Regions from separate parts of the Sus scrofa genome. Here region 1 is linked to region 2. A link is a contact called in public HiChIP or PLAC-seq data. All regions are on one chromosome and are shown on one strand. The core of a region is the stretch at or near the end of the contact, and the rest is flanking DNA. Distances in the headings are between cores, read along the strand shown.

Region 1 (3,220 bases), core at 635-3,134, 230 kb after region 2:
ATCCCCTTCAAAATAAGTAACATTACCTATCTTGTACGAAGGTAATATTATTTTTGCATGGGCCAGGTAGAATTGTGCAAGAAAATAATATTTGAAGGATTTCTCTTTGAAAAATGTCAGCTCTTTAGAAGAAAATCATAGACAATAATTAGGTGAAAGTCAGTACTAACATCCTTTAGGAGTGTTATTTTACAGATGGTTAATTTTGAAGGATCAAATTCTATTTACTCAAAAACCTAATAAGGAGTTCCCATCGTGGCGCAGTGGTTAATGAATCCAACTAGGAACCATGGGGTTGCGGGTTCGATCCCTGCCCTTGCTTAGTGGGTTAACAATCCAGCGTTGCCATGAGCTGTGGTGTAGGTCGCAGATGCGGCTCAGATCCAGCGTTGCTGTGGCTCTGGTGTAGGCTGGCAGCTACAGCTCCGATTAGACCCCTAGCCTGGGAACCTCCATATGCCGCGGGAGCGGCCAAAAGAAATGGCAAAAAGACAAAAAAAAAAAAAAAAAACCTAATAAGATAAACTGTTCCCTTGGCAACTACAAAATTTGAGTGGCCTCAGGGACTGCACTGATGTATCTATTTTGTGCCAAATGTTTCAGAAATTTTGAGGCAGTTCACTTATCTAAAGTCTCAGAAAGCAAGAATTTTCAGAATGATAACTGAAGGGGCTGGCTGTACAATATTAAGATAATACTAGCTTTCAATTAACATATGAATGTGTTTTGCATGAAGAGGCAGTTACCCAGCACACAAGTAATAAAACAGGTCTGTGGCCCCCCTCAAGGTAAACATTCCTACAGCCCCATTAAACGGAAACCCTGAGACCTAACTAAAGGTCTGAGCTTAAGAACTCTTTTTTTTCTCTTGCAGGAATAAATGTAAAAAGCCCTTGCTGGCTCTGAGATAGCCTGCTGATTTGACTTTGGACAAGCCATTTAACTCCTTTTGGTCTGTTTCCAGACCCAATATCTTTTGGTAAAGGTATTACAGGTGTGAGGATGAAATAATATATGTGAATGTAAACTATAAATAGTATCCATAAGTTAGTTACTATTTTATATAGTACTGTCCTAAGCTTTCCTATGTCCTGGTCTGTAAAATGGGAACAGATCTAGGTCTGAATGCCTGTGAACTTGAGCAAGTCATTTCCTTTCTGGACGTGTTTCCTAACAAGGTTATTATTATATTATGAAGATCAAATGATATCGTGTATGTAAATGCTGTGACAGGCATATATCAAGAACACAATAAATGATAGCTGTTATGACTCTGCGAGTAGGACTGGAAGACACAAACAATATCTATAGTTATTGTACATATGTATATTATTGTATGTATATTATACATACATATATGTATATTTAAATATGTACATATAAAATATGTATATTGGTAAAGGGCTTAGGTATATTTAAACTCTATACACATCCAAGGTATTGTTATCTGTACTGCAAACTGCAAAGACGTACACGGAACGAGGAAACAAATGGCGCCTCAGTGACCCTCTTTCCCAGAGAGTAGAAAAAAGGCAGACAACGGGGCTGAAGAGCCTCAGTGGCTTGTAACAGAGATAGGAATGAGAAGAGAGGAGTGTAACAACAAAAAAAAACCTGGAGAAACACTCCGAGAATTAATACACCATTCCCACCCTTTTCCTCTCGTGACCTCCAGCCTAGACTAGACCATTTCATTTAACTTCCCAGCCCGCCATGTCGCTGGACATTTATTTACTGTACCTTCTTCACTGAGTGGCTTTCATTCCCCTCCCCTTCTAGGAGTCTTGAACTTCAGACCCTCGGCTTCCGAGACCCATTCCCTTTAACTCTGTTTTTAACCAAGTTTCCCTGTATCCTCCCCTCCGTCTAAGGGGGAAGTGAGGCTGGTCGCACCGCAGGGCATCCTGGGAAATGTGGTCTCTCATACTCATTTTGCTTGGGCCCCAAAGTGAGGAAGACGACAAAAGAGATACAGTAAAAACTACAACTCCCGGCAGGCAACGTGAGTGACAGTCTTCCTTTCTGTCCCCGTTCCGATAGCCTTCCTCTTCCTCCTCTCCGCGGGCGCTGAAACGCTTACCCTCACGGTATTTGTAGTTCTTCGCGGCCCTAAGATCCTACCTCTTGAGGGCTAGGAGAAGGCTGAAAAACTCTAATTCCCAGAGGGTAGAGCGGCAGCTGCGCCTGCGCAGTCTCAGCGAGGGCGTGTATGTCTGTGTGTCTGAGGGAGAGAGAGCGAGAGTGAGTGAGTGTGAGTGCGGGGTAGGGTGGTGGCCGTTACGTTCGGGGCAACGGCTACGGCAGTGGAGAAGTAAAAAGAGAAACAACGTCCAGCGCTTCCGCCTTCGCTTAGGAGGAGGAGGAGGAGCTGGTAGGGAAAGGAAAGTGATTCGCCCTGGGCCTGGACTAGACCGAGTCGGGCCGGCGGGGGTCTGGGCTATGAGCCTTTGAGGGTCGCTTGGGTCGCGGAGCGAGACTCGAGAACCGAGAGCGATGTCTCAGCCGCCGCCGCCGCCTCCGCTGCCGCCGCCGCCTCCTCCCCCAGAGGCTCCGCAGACTCCGCCGTCCCTGGCGGCGGCGGCGGCGGCTGCTCCGGGGGGGCTCTCGAAGCGGAGAGACCGGAGAATCCTCTCCGGGAGCTGCCCGGATCCGAAGTGCCAGGCGCGCCTGTTCTTCCCGGCCTCTGGTTCTGTCAGCATCGAGTGTACCGAGTGCGGACAGCGGCACGAGCAGCAACAGCTGCTGGGGGTGGAGGAGGTGACTGACCCGGACGTAGTGCTACACAACCTGCTGCGGAACGCGCTCCTCGGGGTGACAGGGGCACCCAAGAAGAACACGGAACTGGTAAAGGTGATGGGCCTTTCCAACTACCACTGCAAATTGTTGTCGCCCATATTAGCTCGCTACGGAATGGACAAGCAGACAGGCCGGGCTAAACTGCTCCGGGATATGAACCAGGGCGAACTGTTCGATTGCGCTTTACTGGGTGACCGCGCCTTCCTCATCGAACCGGAGCATGTGAATACGGTGGGATATGGCAAGGACCGCTCCGGAAGCCTCTTGTATTTGCATGACACTCTTGAGGACATCAAGCGGGCCAATAAAAGTCAGGAATGCCTCATTCCAGTGCATGTGGATGGGGATGGACACTGCCTGGTGCATGCTGTGTCCCGGGCTCTGGTAGGCCGGGAGCTCTTCTGGCATGCCTTGCGAGAGAATC
Region 2 (3,512 bases), core at 1,013-3,512:
CTGCTACAGTTGGATTCTTAACCTACTGCGCCGTTGTGGGAACTCCTGATTTACATTTTCTTAGTGGTCTGTTATATTGAGCCTCTTTTTCATATGATTTTAGCCATTTGCGCATCTTCTTTGGAGAAGTATCTATTCATGTCTTTGTCCATTTTTGAACTGGGTTGAACTTTTTGTTGTTGAGTTGTAGAAGTTCTTCATATGTTCTGAATATTAATCCCTTATCAAATATATGCTTTGCAAATATTTTTTTCCATTCTGTGGATTGTCTTTGACAATCCATTGATAGTGCCTTTTGATGCACAAAAGTTTTTAATCTTGGTGAAGTCCAGTTTATCTATTTTTTTCTTTTGTTGCCTGGGTTTTGTGTCATATCCAAGAAATCACTGCCAAATCAGTAATGATGGCTCCCACCACATCTGCCCACATAGTTGTAGGTAAAAGCCTGGTGGAGGTGGCTTCCCAGGTTGATAATTAGGTTGTAGAAGTAATACCCAGCAGGAATCTGCAATGGCAGGCTGAGGCCCAAGCCATTACTTGACAGAAGAAATAGTGCCCACTTGGGGCACCAAACAAAGAATTTTAAGTCCATGTTAAAGCATTCAGCAAAAACTTTACATACATTCTACTGACCCCAGCTACTGGACTCTTTAATCAATAGAAACTGCTAAGAGGCCAGAGGAGAATTTCAGGCAAGGGTGTATTGGAACTTGTTCTGCAGCAAAAGGGAGTGAAAACAAGTAACAGGTGCCCTTGCTCACTCCTGGAGAGGAGCCACTTGGGACATTAAAAGGGGTAACAGGCATCATGTCTGTGGGTTGGGCAGAAAGCATGGCTTAGATGACCTGCCCACGCCCTTGGTTTTTGCTCCTGGCACCTCAGAAGTGGCAGCTGGTTTGTGGCTTTTGTGTATCTTATTCTTTGTAATTGCCTAAACTGCGCATGTGTGGTTATTTTTAGTCCCTTAAAGTTTCTTCCAGGTGTAAGCATTCAGGTGAAAGGTCCCAGGTTCCAGTTTATCTCATAAGGAAGAATCCTTTGGTAAAAGGACTATAATCACAATTTGTTTTGCTAGGTTTAGGCTTTCACATCATGTTTCTTTGAGGCAAAATATATTCTGCACTGGATTTTTATCAATTTCTTAGAAGTGTTAAACAAGAATTCTAAGAACAGAGACCTGGTTGAAATAAAGAGGCATTTATTTGGGGAATGTTAGGACTGCAGCCCAGGACACACAGATCCAAGGAGCAGCTGAATTGTATTCTGCCAGATTACAAAATGGGGGAAGTATACAAAGGCACAAAACCATAAGATTATATAAATTGTTTCTCAAGAATTAGGATTTGAGGGGGCAAGAAGGGTGCTTGCTAAATAAGGACTGTTTGGGGACTGAAAAGATCACATAGCTGTGAAAGGTGGGGGGGAGATATGTTTGAAACTTCAAAGATTGCAGCTAGCAGCTGCTAGGACATATTGTTTTGAAAGCAGCTGGTGGTGTCCTTGAGTTAGACACAGTTCAAAAAATTGAAGTTCTCAGTGATGTGGGAAACCACACCCAATAATGGCCACCCAGCTCAATTCTAGATGCCTGTACCAGAGTTAATCCATTTTTATCTTTAAATGATTTATAATGTCATCAACTTACAGTGTTTAAATGAGAGACGTGTCTTTCACTGATTCAATCGTTTAATTATATGCTTTCATGTGCATTTTTTTCTGGCAAGATCAACACCCCGTTTCCTCTAGACCTAAGCTTAGTACTATGCAGCCAGGGCTCAATACATCATGATCAAAAGAAAAAAGTGTAATAAAACACAAAGCATGAAAATCAATAGCAATTTACATGTTCATAAATAAGGCAAGCGACTGCTTTATGAATGCTTTTTCTTAACCTTCTACTATTATCAATAAATATAGTAATAAGAGCTATTGTTATAATATAGGGCACATATAACAGCTTCTTTTTTTTCCGGGTAACTAGTTCTTTTCTGAGTGTTAAAAGGTCGAATCCAGCTACCCTTACTATAAGGTGGGGGGGGTCCAATACCACCAGTTTTTTAAGTACTTAACTACGTGAGGGAGTAGAAGACCAAGCGAATGTAACTGGGAATGGGGGACTCTTTTTAGAGCGTTTTCTGCTTGCTTAAATCCATTACAAACTGGTAGTTTAATCACTTACATATTCAAGGAAATAGCACACAGCGAGGTCCTCAGGAGCCCTGAAATCCTCTGTGGAAACCCCGAAAGCACTGCCGCTCGGGATAAACCTGCGAGCTGGCAGGCGCGCCGCTGCAGGGAGGCCGGGTGGGGGTGGAGCCAAGGGCCGGAAGGGGCGGGGCTAGCCTGGAGCGCCACGGCTCCGGAGCGCCGCGGGCGGCCGCGTGGGTCGGGGGGCGGTTACTTTTCCGCCTGCAACTGGAGGAGAAAGACTCCTGAGTCACCGTCGGCCTTGCGCGAGGGGCGGCAGCGCCTGCGGCCAGTCGCCGGGCTCTTCGTATCGGGGGTCCCCGCGGAGTTAAGTCCGCTTCCTGCCGGGAACCCGACTCTGTGCCAGAGCCCATGAATCAGCCTCGGGCCCCTCCGTCCTGTGGGTCCAGGGCCCCGGGCCCCGGTACCTTTCGGGGTGCAGCCGAGCGGTCGGCGTCGCCTCAGCTTCAAGGTCATCCCGGGAGGCCACCTTCTCCCCAGCCCTGGTGGACGCAGCCTTGAGCTTAACTCCGCGCCTTCTGCTCAGTCTCATTTTGTGAGTAACCGTTACCTGCAAGTCTTAGCTGACCCTTCTCTGTAGTAAACCCTGATTTCGCTTGTTCTCAGCCCAAACTAATTAAGGGCCCTCTGTGATTTTGTTCCGAGGCGGCTGGAAAGTAGGGCGGGTGGTTTCGCGCCCCGCCTAGGCCTTGGCTGGAGCCCTTTGTATTCCCAGTAAAGCTTTGTGTGTGGCCTAGACCGATTCAGGAATGGGCGCTCATTTATCCTTAGGGAAAGTTCTATAAAAGGGGGAGGGATTAGCTCTTAGATATTAAGACAATCTTAACTGGACTCTAACTGGTTTTTAAATTTAACACAGCAGTTTACCTCCTTGCAATGAATTGTGGTCTTGACACAGTGGATCATCGTTGGCGTTTGTTCCTGGATGTTCATTTGTAAATACGTTCTAGAGACGTGGCATTGAAGTTGCAGAACAGTATGTCCGGTCTAGAAGGCGCTTAGGCTGTAAATGCCTGCTATATATACCTTTAGATGCTTGGGTTTACATAGAGATGTGTATTTCTGGACATAATACGGAAAAAATTGGTCAACACCTGGGAGACTGAAAACTTTTGCTTATTAAAAAGCAAGTTACAATGAATACCTTAATACCTCGTCGATGAGATTTGCTATAGTCCTGTGGGGTTTTTTTTTCTCCCCAGAATTTGAAGTACACGTTGTTTGATCTAAAACAATATAGCAGTTAACTGTCAGTAGGGCAAATGTGATAGCTTAAAGTAGTATCTATTTGATATTAGAGTCAG

Evidence for each region. HiChIP or PLAC-seq counts read pairs in DNA pulled down with a chosen protein or histone mark.
Region 1: a contact with region 2 is called in an H3K27ac HiChIP or PLAC-seq map of alveolar macrophages. The contact joins the promoter of LOC100521447 here to the promoter of CSPP1 in region 2. A contact is called at or near these places in 1 of 5 promoter capture datasets (liver) and 2 of 2 datasets of contacts at active chromatin or transcription factors (alveolar macrophages and skeletal muscle).

What each region holds. Positions count from the first base shown.
Region 1 is chr4:68,071,208-68,074,427 of Sscrofa11.1, forward strand. It overlaps LOC100521447 (serine/threonine-protein kinase Sgk3), which reads right to left and starts at 1,885. Exons shown (of 17, transcript XM_021089284.1): 1 at 1,741-1,885. It overlaps VCPIP1 (deubiquitinating protein VCIP135), which reads left to right and starts at 2,196. Exons shown (of 3, transcript XM_003355045.4): 1 at 2,196-3,220. The coding sequence starts at 2,494.
Region 2 is chr4:67,842,075-67,845,586 of Sscrofa11.1, forward strand. CSPP1 (centrosome and spindle pole-associated protein 1) reads right to left here and starts at 2,263. Exons shown (of 27, transcript XM_021089277.1): 1 at 2,180-2,263.